Regions from separate parts of the Mus musculus genome. Here all the other regions are linked to region 2. The links are chromatin contacts, called in public Hi-C and HiChIP or PLAC-seq maps. All regions are on one chromosome and are shown on one strand. Each heading gives the region's core, a stretch centred on a gene start, on an enhancer-like site or on the middle of the called end of the contact. The rest is flanking DNA. Distances are from core to core; before and after follow the strand shown. Region 1 holds the start of Pik3cg (phosphatidylinositol-4,5-bisphosphate 3-kinase catalytic subunit gamma). Region 2 has its middle 6.1 kb from the start of Gm33111. Region 3 overlaps Prkar2b (protein kinase, cAMP dependent regulatory, type II beta).

Region 1 (3,169 bases), core at 171-2,670, 120 kb after region 2:
CATTCCAGCTATCACTGCTATATTAGGGCAGGGGGAGGTGCTAACATACATGGACTTTACCAATATGAACTTTTAGGTAATTTTAACTGAGCCAGTTGGTTTGGCCTGCCTCTGCTTTAGAGGGGACACAGTAGAAGACGTGATTCCTGCCCTCCCATGACCCGAAACAATAATTCAGTTTCCTTATGTCCTAATATTTTCATCTCCATAGCAGGAATTTACAAATTTGTTCCCATCATATTACCTATATTTAGGTATTTGCCCTCTACAAGGTATTTAAGCATAACTATGAACCCATCAACTAATGACTGAAATGCTCAGAGTTCCAAAACTAAAAAATAATCCATAAAAATGATTCATAAAAATTTTGATTTTAATATTTAACATTGCTACATTGGTACTACATTATATTCTAAACCACATTCAAATATTGAAACAAAATATTTCAGAAAATATCATTTACTCTCTAATTGATGTTAATGAGATCCATAATTAGTTTTTCCTGAAGAACAGTGGAGTGTTAATTATATACCCCAAAGGAGATCTTGATTAAAAGCTATAAAAGACAAGTTACATTGGATCTCAACTTATGTACAATTCTTGGGTTAAACTATTTTAAAAGTCAATTCTCCCTCCTTTTAAAATATAATGAAGCTATACTTAGTAAATAAATGAAACCAACTGTCCCAAACAACTGTTGCTTGGTAGCTTAAAGCATTCACTTTGGTCTTTTGGTATAGTATAGAATAACCAACAAAGAAAAGAACCATAAACTATTTTGATACTGACATGAACTTAAAATAAAACATGTCCAAATTTAAGCATACAAATATAACTCAGTTATCTGCCTCAGTGACAGCAGGAACTCACGCTATATAGCACGATACAAGGTACAGAAGAGAAAAGGCTGACCAAATACTCACTGGGTTTCCTCATGGCTGGGACTAAGTAGCTTTGTCCTCTTACAAAAACACTGTCTGGACAGAATTCCCAAGCAAGCACTTGGTCGACTCTGGAGCCTGTCCGTCACGGGCTCTGTGGCCGCCCCTTTCCGCACAAACAAAAACAGAAAGAACTAGTGCACCTGCAAGCCCTTGCTGGACGGAACTTTGTGGATGTACACAGTCTAAGCGCGCCGAGACAAGGAAACTCAGACGCTCGGGGGTTGGCTCAGCTTGAACCGGCAATGGATCCAGACAAAAAGATTCTAGCTGAGAAGGAAGGTGTTACTGTTCCAAGTCATACCAAGCAAAGAGCAAACAACAGAAAGCAGTCGTACCTGAGGCAGCCCTGGAGGTGATGCGGAGGAGGATCATTTGTTTACTTTAGGAAAAAAAAAAAAAAAACGAATCTAGACCTACCCGGGGCACCTCGTCTCTTCCTCTTTTCTGGGGCTCCCTTCATATCCAGATGCAGAGGAAGTGTTGCAGTTACCAGGAAGGAAGTTTTAACCAAGTTGATTATACATGTGATTGCTCATTTTAAAAGTGTCAGAAATGCATTTCCTGCTGAAGCACACACAGAGCAGAGCGGAACAGAGAACGGTGTTTGCCTTACTATTTCTCTCACTCTTTGAATTAACTCTTCAAAGATTGTGAGAGACTCAGACAAACCAAAAATATACCCAAGGCATAAACAAATGAAGCGTGTGTGTAGCTAGCAATAAGTAGAAGAAAGGGCTGCGTAGCCACAGTATTGGATTGCTTGTAGTGAAATCTATTTCCCTTTGAGAATTCGAATAAGCCCTAGTGTGTGTGTGTGTGTGTGTGTGTGTGTGTGTGTGTTGTAACTGTGGACTGTTGGGCTCAGTCTGGATGCTTGCAAGAGCAAAGCCTGGGAACTCACTTCCTTACATTGGTGAGACCTCCCCCTGCCTCCCTTCTAGACCATTCAAGTCTCAAAATATCACAAACTGAAAGTCCTGCAGCATGCAATGTGTGTGCCTGTTGCTGATATGCTGAGTGTGTGTGTGTGTGTGTGTGTGTGTGTGTGTGAAAATGAATTAGTCAGACAAAACAGGAGGACATTGCTCTCCTGGCGACATTAGGGAGCTAGAAACTGCCTGCTCCAGGCAGGTAATCACTGAGAGATGGCTTCCAGTTTCCACAGGCTTGGAGAACAGGGAGGAGGCAGGCTCTGAATTCTTCTTAAAGCAGTCCTATATTTTCCAAGTAACCTCAATTCCTTCTACAACCCTAAGCATAGCCAGTCGTCCCCTGTTCCAGGGGTCTCTATACCAGGGCTTATTCTCCCCCACTAGGCTGTCAAGGATTCCAGCTGGAACAGCAAGAAGGATAGAGGAGCCTCACACAGCCCTCCGAAGCACAGCCTCATGAGTTTCTTTGAGCTTCGTGGATATTGAGATAGAGTCTCTGACCTGTTCTATTTCCTCTCACACAGTCCTTGTGATGGTTCGTACAGATTGTAAACGTGACAGGATCTGGAATCTAAGAGACAAATCTCTGTGCATCCCTATAAGCCTGTCTCTAGACTGGCTTAGGTGAAGTATATAAAGGTCCACTCTAAACATGGGAGCTGCAGTTCTGGATGGGAGAAAGCCAGAGAACGGCAGGCCCTGTTCATCTGCTTCCTGATGGCAGATGCAATGTTAGCAGCTGCTCTATGATCCTGCCGGCATGACTTTCCTGCCACGATGCACTGTACCCTCAAATTGGGAACCAAAATAACTCCCGTTCTGCCTTAAATTGCTTCTGTTGGATGCTTTGTCACAGCAACAAGGAAAACAGTACATAAAAGATAAAGTCCTTTGGGTCTTAGCTTTAAAATAGTGGTTTAAGAGTCAATAGCAGTGGTCAAGTCTTGATTCAAAGGCTGCTGAATTTCAGATATGTAAAGGGGGTATTTCAGCTTTCCAAAGCATATTTCTATGTAAGCATACTTCCTTGAGAGGTTGGTATCTTTACAAGTCTCAGGGTAGCTTGAATTGTTTAGGGGGGAAGACTTACCAAGTTATGCTTCACTCAGTGTGTGTGTGTGTGTGTGTGTGTGTGTTTGGGGGGGCCCTGACAGCAGGTGAAGTGAGTAGGGCTCTTCAGAGGGGACGCTGACCTGAGGGGACTGTGAGCTGACTAATTCTCAGCTTTCCAGCTTTACACACACATGCATATGCACGCTTTCAGAAATGCTAGACTCAGGCTCTTGGGTCCTT
Region 2 (3,423 bases), core at 654-3,153:
CAGGTTCTCAGCCATGCCAGGCCTGAGCTAAATCCCCAGCTCCAAGCACTGGTTTTGTGGGCTTGTATGTGTGTGTGTGTGTGTGTGCGCGCGCGGCGTGTGTGTGTGTGCACGTGTGTGTGTGTGTGTGTGTGTGTGTGTGTGTGTGTGTACTCATCCCTATTTTTAAAAAGTCATGATATTTAGTCATTTCATTATTGATTGGACAGAAGAGAGCAAAGGTAAGTTACTATGAATTCTAGGATGCAGAGAAGAATCCATCCAAATCATTGGGTAGATTCAGCTTACAAAGATGAAGGGGAGAGGTAGAGACAGATTGTACCACTTCATCAGCCATCTGAACATAGTGGTCATTCATGGAGTCAAGTATACACACCAGGCACCGTTCCAGGGGCTGGAGATCCCGTGTGAGCAATATGCCCCAAGTTCCGGGGCTTGGGGGAAAGCCTGGCTGCCCACTGTGGCACTTAGCCTTGGTGTAACAATTCAGAGCAGCTTGCATTGATTTATGTTTCTGAGCAGCTAAGCTGTGGGTGACTTTACATTTTGGAAGAGGCCTTTTGTAGCCTGAAAAACCTGGAATGTTTTCTATTTGACTCTTTGCAGAATATGTGCGGACTTCTGGTCCAGAGATATGTTCTATTCCTCAGGGCCCAAATAAACAGTTGAATCCTCAGGCTGTTAGAGTCCTTTCTCCTATTAATCCTTTGCTATTTGTGTGAAGCAAAATTAAGTGTTTTTTTTACAACATGAGTAAGACTGGGCAGATATACTGTTTATAATAATTTCGTGGAATAATAATTCTGCTTTTTAAAGCCTTTGACTACTTGTGACTTTGTTTTCCTACCCTACAACCTCTACATAAAATGCTTCTATTCTCCAGGCAGGTCTTTTTCTATTTCTCTTTTTTTCTTAAACCTAAGTGGGCATCAGAAAGGGACGTGTGCAAATGACCCACATGCAAAAGAAAGAAGCAACTTGGCTGCTACTGCCTTTGTCAGTTACTACTTCAAAACCCCTTGACTTTCCCACCTGCATCCTACTGTGTGTTCTTCATGGGGTCATATTTGTTAGACTAAAGCAGTCCGACTGTGCGTCCCTCATGGGGTCTACTTGTTAGTAAACTCTTAAGAGGGTGAAATATTTCCCAGCCCTTCTCCCTGGGTAGTGTACTCTTTTGCTTCCTTTCTTACTGGCTGGCTCAGACTTCTGCTTGCTCAGTGAGAGACTCTGGCAAAGGGGAATCTTTTCAGTGGTGACTTCCACTCCTAAGATTAATTTCCATCTGTGGAGCTAAGTCCTCTTTCTTTCCTATAGAGCTGTTCCAGATAGCAATGTCACCAGTGCCCACTTTGAGCTTGTATCTGCTATCCTGGTGTCTCCCTGGTAGGGAATCCCTGCCCAGCCACACCCATACTGAAAACATCTGCCAACTATGGAGTGGAGTGGCCTGGGCTGGGTATCAGCCGATTCAGCCCAGCTCTTCCTCATTGAATTCATCATCAGATCCGAGCCAGCTGCTTAGCATCCCAATGCTTGCATTCCCACATCTGTAACATAAAGATAATTTGAACTTTTCTTTCGGCTTCTGGGACTAGAACTAAACTGAGTATGAACATTGGAGTTCCCATGGCAACAGTCTTGCCAGGTGTCTAGTATGCCATGGGGGCAATAAATGATTTACGATAAGCACCTGTAGAGTCTTCTGCCTCGCGATTCTACAGGAAACCTGGAGGATATACTTCCCCGTTCATTTGCATTCATCAACTCCGGAGGCTTCATCTTGCTGCTCTAAACTGTCTGGTTCTCGGTTTGCAGAGTAAAGCCAATTAGCACACCTTGGAGCCCTTGAATCTACAAGCAACGTGAGTACAGCTATAGTTCAAATAAAGAGGAAGAAACCTGCTTCCTTCTGAAACCACAGAGGAGTCCCCAGGAGTGGCTGATGGGGGTGGAAAGGGTTCCAACTCTGAACCATCTCAAGAAAACACGACTTTCAGTTCTACAAAGCAGCTTTGTTGTAACGGTATTATCATTATTGTTACTTGTGGCATATGTTAATCTACAAGAGGACAAAATCTAATAATCACACCATTACTTACTTAAGCAATATTAGCATTTTTGATATCAATCCTTCCCATCCTTTTTTCTAGACTTCCAAATATTCTAAGACTACTTTCTCATTTGTGCCCCTTTCTACAAGTCATTATTGATTATAGAAAGTTACGGTGGAGTGTGTCATCAGAAGGACATAATTTGAGTAACCAATTCACAATTACTCAACATTTAGGTTTTTCCCTGAATTAACTGTTAATTAAAATCAATTCACACAGTGACTTAAGGTCTTACATTAATTTTAGCTGGCACTTTGCCAATCTACAGATATGTTTGCTCATCCATATAACTACTACTGTAGCAGTCTCTTCCTTACAAAGTTCCCTCTGTCAGCGGACAGAGCAAACACACTGAAATTCCTCCTCAACCGGTTCCCACAGTACTTTCAAAAGAAAAGGCACTGGTCTGAATTTTCTTTTCCCAAAATCTCTGGTGTCATAGGTGAGTCTTTTGCCTAAAATGTCATCCTCCCTTCCCACATTTGTTAAAAATATATTTTTCTTTCTGATTCTTTCTTCCTTTAACTGAGCCACTGATCTCATCATTTTAATACCAAATTCATTTCTATTACTCATTTTTGATGCTGTGTTCTACTTTCTTTTTTTTTTTAAATGAAGGTTTATTCCTTTAGCTCAGTTCATCTCACAACTTTTAGTATCAAAGTTCCTTTAAAAGTTCTGAGGATGCCAAAGAGTCTCTGTTTGAGTTGTATCTGTTGCTATTTAATGCATTTGACTGAAAATAGAGGAAAGTTAACATATTTTAGCATATCATTTTAAGGTTATAATATGACACCTGCTACATGTTAACAAAAACACCAAATTTTTGCAAAAAAGATAGGTATATTTTCAACGTAGAAGCAAGTTTATTGGCATTGTTCTACATTTTTGCAACTCCCTTTGATATCCAAGGAGAAGCATCAGGAGTCACCCACAAACAATGTGGCTATATACAGCTGTGGTGTACTCCCCCGGAAGGAAGATTGGCTTTACACAGCTGTGTGGTAGAAGGAAGACTTTGGCAGCTGTCCTGAGCAGACTCGGGGATACCCAGGCATCCTCTGGCTGCAATTGAGAGCTGCAGCCTTAAACCTATTCCACTTGCTCAGCATCAGTTCATGTGACTTTTTTTTTTTTTTAACAAGAAATGAGGACAATGCTATTTCAACATTACATGACAAAGCTTCAGTAACAGACAGTCATTTATATTTGTATGAAAAATGGGAAACACTTCCTTTGGGCTATTTGGAAGATAAGATGCTGTCTGAAGCAACATGCAGTTATTAAAGCACATTGTTCTTTCAATAGC
Region 3 (3,349 bases), core at 679-3,178, 110 kb before region 2:
GGTTTTTAAGCATGGACAAGAAAGGAACACTGTGGATCCGATGTCATTCCCAAAGGCCAGTGTGTTCAGGCTCCTGACTTGGGGAGAGACAGGACATAAAGCTTTGGTTCAGCACAGACTTTGTGCTTAACAGTGTAGCATCTTAGCAAATGCTTAACGAATGCCAATGACTTGTGATCCCAAATAAAACCACCAATCAAAATTAAAATACAGACTGGGGATATCTGCCTATCTACTGCCATGATAATTTTCAAAAACAACAACATTTAGGTCAAGCAAATATTTTACTCACCAAACCCCACAGAGCACCAGGAGAGGTAGCAGTGATTGTAGCTGCTCTGGGTGTATTGTACATTAAGGCCAGTTCTCCAAAACTCCCACGGTTATCATAGTTACCGACGCATCTTCCAACGCCATCACATTTTACATAAATATCAAATGTTCCTCTGTTGGACATATATAAATTCATATGGAAGTCAGAGACAGTGTGACTCAGGCAACATTAGTTACAGTGCAGCAGAGCTTCAGAGAAGAGCCCCGTGCAATGCAATCTTGATGCTGCCTGCCTATCCCTGATGATAACAGTGTGTGCTCATCTGTTCCAGACCTATTGAAATGGCTATCAACTACACCAGGACAGGGACAACCCACAGGGAAAAGGGAACTAAACAAAGTTAGAGTCAGGGATAGAGTGTGCGCAGAAAGTCATCTCTGCAACATACACCAAACACTAGCTGGACTTGTCTCAGACAGTAAGAACTGTGAGGTATGCCAGGTCATTGACTGCGTACTTAACAGACATGTATTAAGTACATGGCTTCTAAGACCAAGCGAAAATGGCTATTTTTTTTTAAAGGAATTCAGTTCTAACAATCTGCTGATGAGTCCTTTATAAACTATGGCAGGAGCTGGCCCCCAGGCCAGCTGCCAATAAAGTCTTATTAGAACACAAATGTTGTCTTTATTATACATAGCTGGTTTGGGTTACAAGCAGAATTGAATTTTTAGGCCATATTGGCCCATGAAGCCTTAACACTCCTTCCTTGACCCCTCACTTTAGGTCAGCTCCAAGCTGAAACTAGAAAGTGGTAGGAGATCAGACCAAGCTTCCGGCCTTGGTCTTTCTGTAGATGTTTCTGTGTTGGTTTTCCCTTGAGAAAACAGACTCCATTTACACGTCCCTGTGCTCAGGTCACCAGGCCCTACACTCATATAAGCTATTTTTCTCACAGAGCCGTCTTCCCACATTCTGTACTCAGTAGAGAACATGGTTTCAAGGCTGGCTGGGGTACCTGGGAGGCAGCTTTATTCTGTTGGTAAAAATCCTGGACAAAGATGTGGTAGTGCAAAAGCGGACAGTTTTTTGTTTGTTTGGTTTGGTTTGGTTTGGTTTTGGTCTTGGTTTTGATGATAGGGTTTCTCTGCCCTGGAACTCACTCTGTAGACCAGCCTGGCCTTAAACTCACAGAGATCTGCCTGACTCTGCCTCCCAAGTGCTGGGGTTAAAGGCGTGCACCACCAGCTGGCAGGGACAGCTTTTAAGGATTAGGAAAAGACTGTGACTAGTAAAGAAATCTACAGGAACAGAAACAAAAGACATTACCTAATACGGGAGAAAATGGTTGCCCTTTAATTTGTGGATAGAATGGTGCTTCTGAGGAAACACCCTAGAATTTGTTCCACGGATAATTACTTTTAAACCAGTATTTTAAACCCTGCCATTTATACTGAAAAAAGAAAAGAAAAAAATATAAAACCAAAGTGCCCTGGTGAGGGTGAAAGCAGCCCAGCGGAGAGCCTCGGTGGGAGGAGGGCCTCAGTGGGAAGTCTGTAAACAGGTGGCAGCTGCTCTTCGTACTGACTGACGTTATGAGGCCTCAGGCAGTGCATGACAGAGCAATGAGCCTGAACAGAAGCTGGTGACAGGAGATCTGGCTGTGGGCCAGACGCACTGACTATGTGGGTGACCTCAATCAGCAGCCCAGCTCCTGTGAGCTGGAGTGGTTCCTATGCCAATGGGAGGTTAGGCTCTGACTGGAGAGCACGTTGTAAAACACACCCACTGCAAGAACTGGACTGCACCTGGGGCTCTCACCTATCACTCAATTAAAATTTAAAAAAAATGAGTGGATTTCTAAGCGGTTTTGTTAGTGAAGGCTGTGACATCAAAACTATGACTCTGCCGTACACAAAGGGATATGTCGGGGTTAGGCTCTATCCCTAACCCTGGCTAGCGTTGCGGTGGAAGGGCACCAGGAGAAAGGAGAAATGAGCCAAGGCCCCAACTGAAAGGCATGACGGCATTTTACCCAGGGAACTGCTGGGCAATGCGGGGCACACACCTTTAATTTCAGCACTTGGGAGGCAGAGGTAGGCAGATCTCTGAGTTTTGAGGCCAGCCTGGTCTGCAGAGTGAGTTCCAGGACAGCCAGGGCTACACAGAGAAACCCAATCTCTTGAAAAACAAAACCAAACAAGAAGAAGGAGGAGGAGGAGGAGGAGGAGGAGGAGCAGGAGGAGGAGGAAGAGGAGGAGGAGGAGGAGGAAGAGGAGGAGGAGGAGCAGGAGGAGGAGGAGGAGGAGGAGGAGCAGGAGGAGCAGGAGGAGGAGGAGGAGGAGGAGAAAGAGGAGGAGGAGCAGGAGGAGCAGGAGGAGGAGGAGAAAGAGGAGGAGGAGGAGCAGGAGGAGGAGGAGCAGGAGGAAGAGGAGGAGGAGGAGGAGCAGAAGGAGGAGGAGGAGGAGCAGAAGGAAGAGGAGGAGGAGGAGGAGCAGAAGGAGGAGGAGGAGGAGCAGAAGGAGGAGGAGGAGGAGCAGAAGGAGAAGGAGGAGAGGAGGAGGAGGAGGAGCAGGAGGAGGAGGAGGAGCAGGAGGAGGAGGAGGAGCAGGAGGAGCAGGAGGAGGAGGAGGAGGAGAAGGAGGAGGAGGAGAAGGAGGAGGAGGAGGAGGAAGAGGAGGAGCAGGAGGAGGAGGAGGAGGAGGAAGATGCACAGTTGCACAGTTCCTATATGATTAGGAAAGGGAGCCAAGAGGAGGTGTAATTACCAGCTGACCACAATTCTACCCAGAGGACCAGAACTGCTAGTAGATCAGGTGGGGAGACGATCTGTGTTCCTCACAAAACTGAGCAGCTAGGGACACCAACTGCCACAGAAACCCCGCCTGACTCTAAGGTGAAGAACACCCTGCTCATGTGCTACGGAGGGTCGGAGGCTCATCTATCCACCATATTGTTCTCTGGTTAGGTAAAACAGTCGAAGATCTCTGAAACCAGATTGTCAATACTAGTAAGTGCATATCCTTTCTGTTTAATAAAATATTTTCTATGTGTTCAAGGTCAACCTGTCTACAC

Evidence for each region. Hi-C and Micro-C count contacts between places; a contact is called where the count stands out from the background. HiChIP or PLAC-seq counts read pairs in DNA pulled down with a chosen protein or histone mark.
Region 1: an H3K27ac HiChIP or PLAC-seq map of the HPC-7 cell line shows a contact between it and region 2, with 5 times the contacts expected there. The contact joins the promoter of Pik3cg here to the enhancer-like site in region 2. A contact is called at or near these places in 1 of 39 promoter capture datasets (macrophages), 2 of 484 Hi-C or Micro-C datasets (natural killer cells and neurons), 4 of 115 datasets of contacts at active chromatin or transcription factors (CD8 T cells, the HPC-7 cell line, bone marrow-derived macrophages and 1 more) and 4 of 9 other capture datasets (adipose tissue, embryonic stem cells, liver and 1 more).
Region 3: a Hi-C map of bone marrow-derived macrophages shows a contact between it and region 2, with 38 read pairs. The contact joins two enhancer-like sites. A contact is called at or near these places in 3 of 15 datasets of contacts at CTCF or cohesin (CD8 T cells, the NIH/3T3 cell line and large pre-B cells), 8 of 484 Hi-C or Micro-C datasets (bone marrow-derived macrophages, cerebral cortex, cranial neural crest and 4 more), 5 of 115 datasets of contacts at active chromatin or transcription factors (bone marrow-derived macrophages, a colorectal cancer cell line, double positive thymocytes and 2 more) and 1 of 9 other capture datasets (embryonic stem cells).

What each region holds. Positions count from the first base shown.
Region 1 is chr12:32,207,239-32,210,407 of GRCm38.p6, forward strand. Pik3cg (phosphatidylinositol-4,5-bisphosphate 3-kinase catalytic subunit gamma) reads right to left here and starts at 1,421. Exons shown (of 11, transcript NM_001146200.2): 1 at 1,280-1,421.
Region 2 is chr12:32,085,643-32,089,065 of GRCm38.p6, forward strand. No RefSeq gene overlaps it. Among named protein-coding and RNA genes, the nearest start is that of Gm33111, 6.1 kb to the left of the region's middle. Within about 2 kb of position 1,904, at least 43 of the 459 cell types and tissues checked have an H3K27ac peak or open chromatin away from gene starts, as enhancers often do. A contact at or near this core is called in the HPC-7 cell line and bone marrow-derived macrophages, where this site is marked.
Region 3 is chr12:31,971,758-31,975,106 of GRCm38.p6, forward strand. Prkar2b (protein kinase, cAMP dependent regulatory, type II beta) reads right to left here. Exons shown (of 11, transcript NM_011158.4): 6 at 293-446. Among named protein-coding and RNA genes, the nearest start is that of Hbp1, 23 kb to the left of the region's middle. Within about 2 kb of position 1,929, at least 137 of the 459 cell types and tissues checked have an H3K27ac peak or open chromatin away from gene starts, as enhancers often do.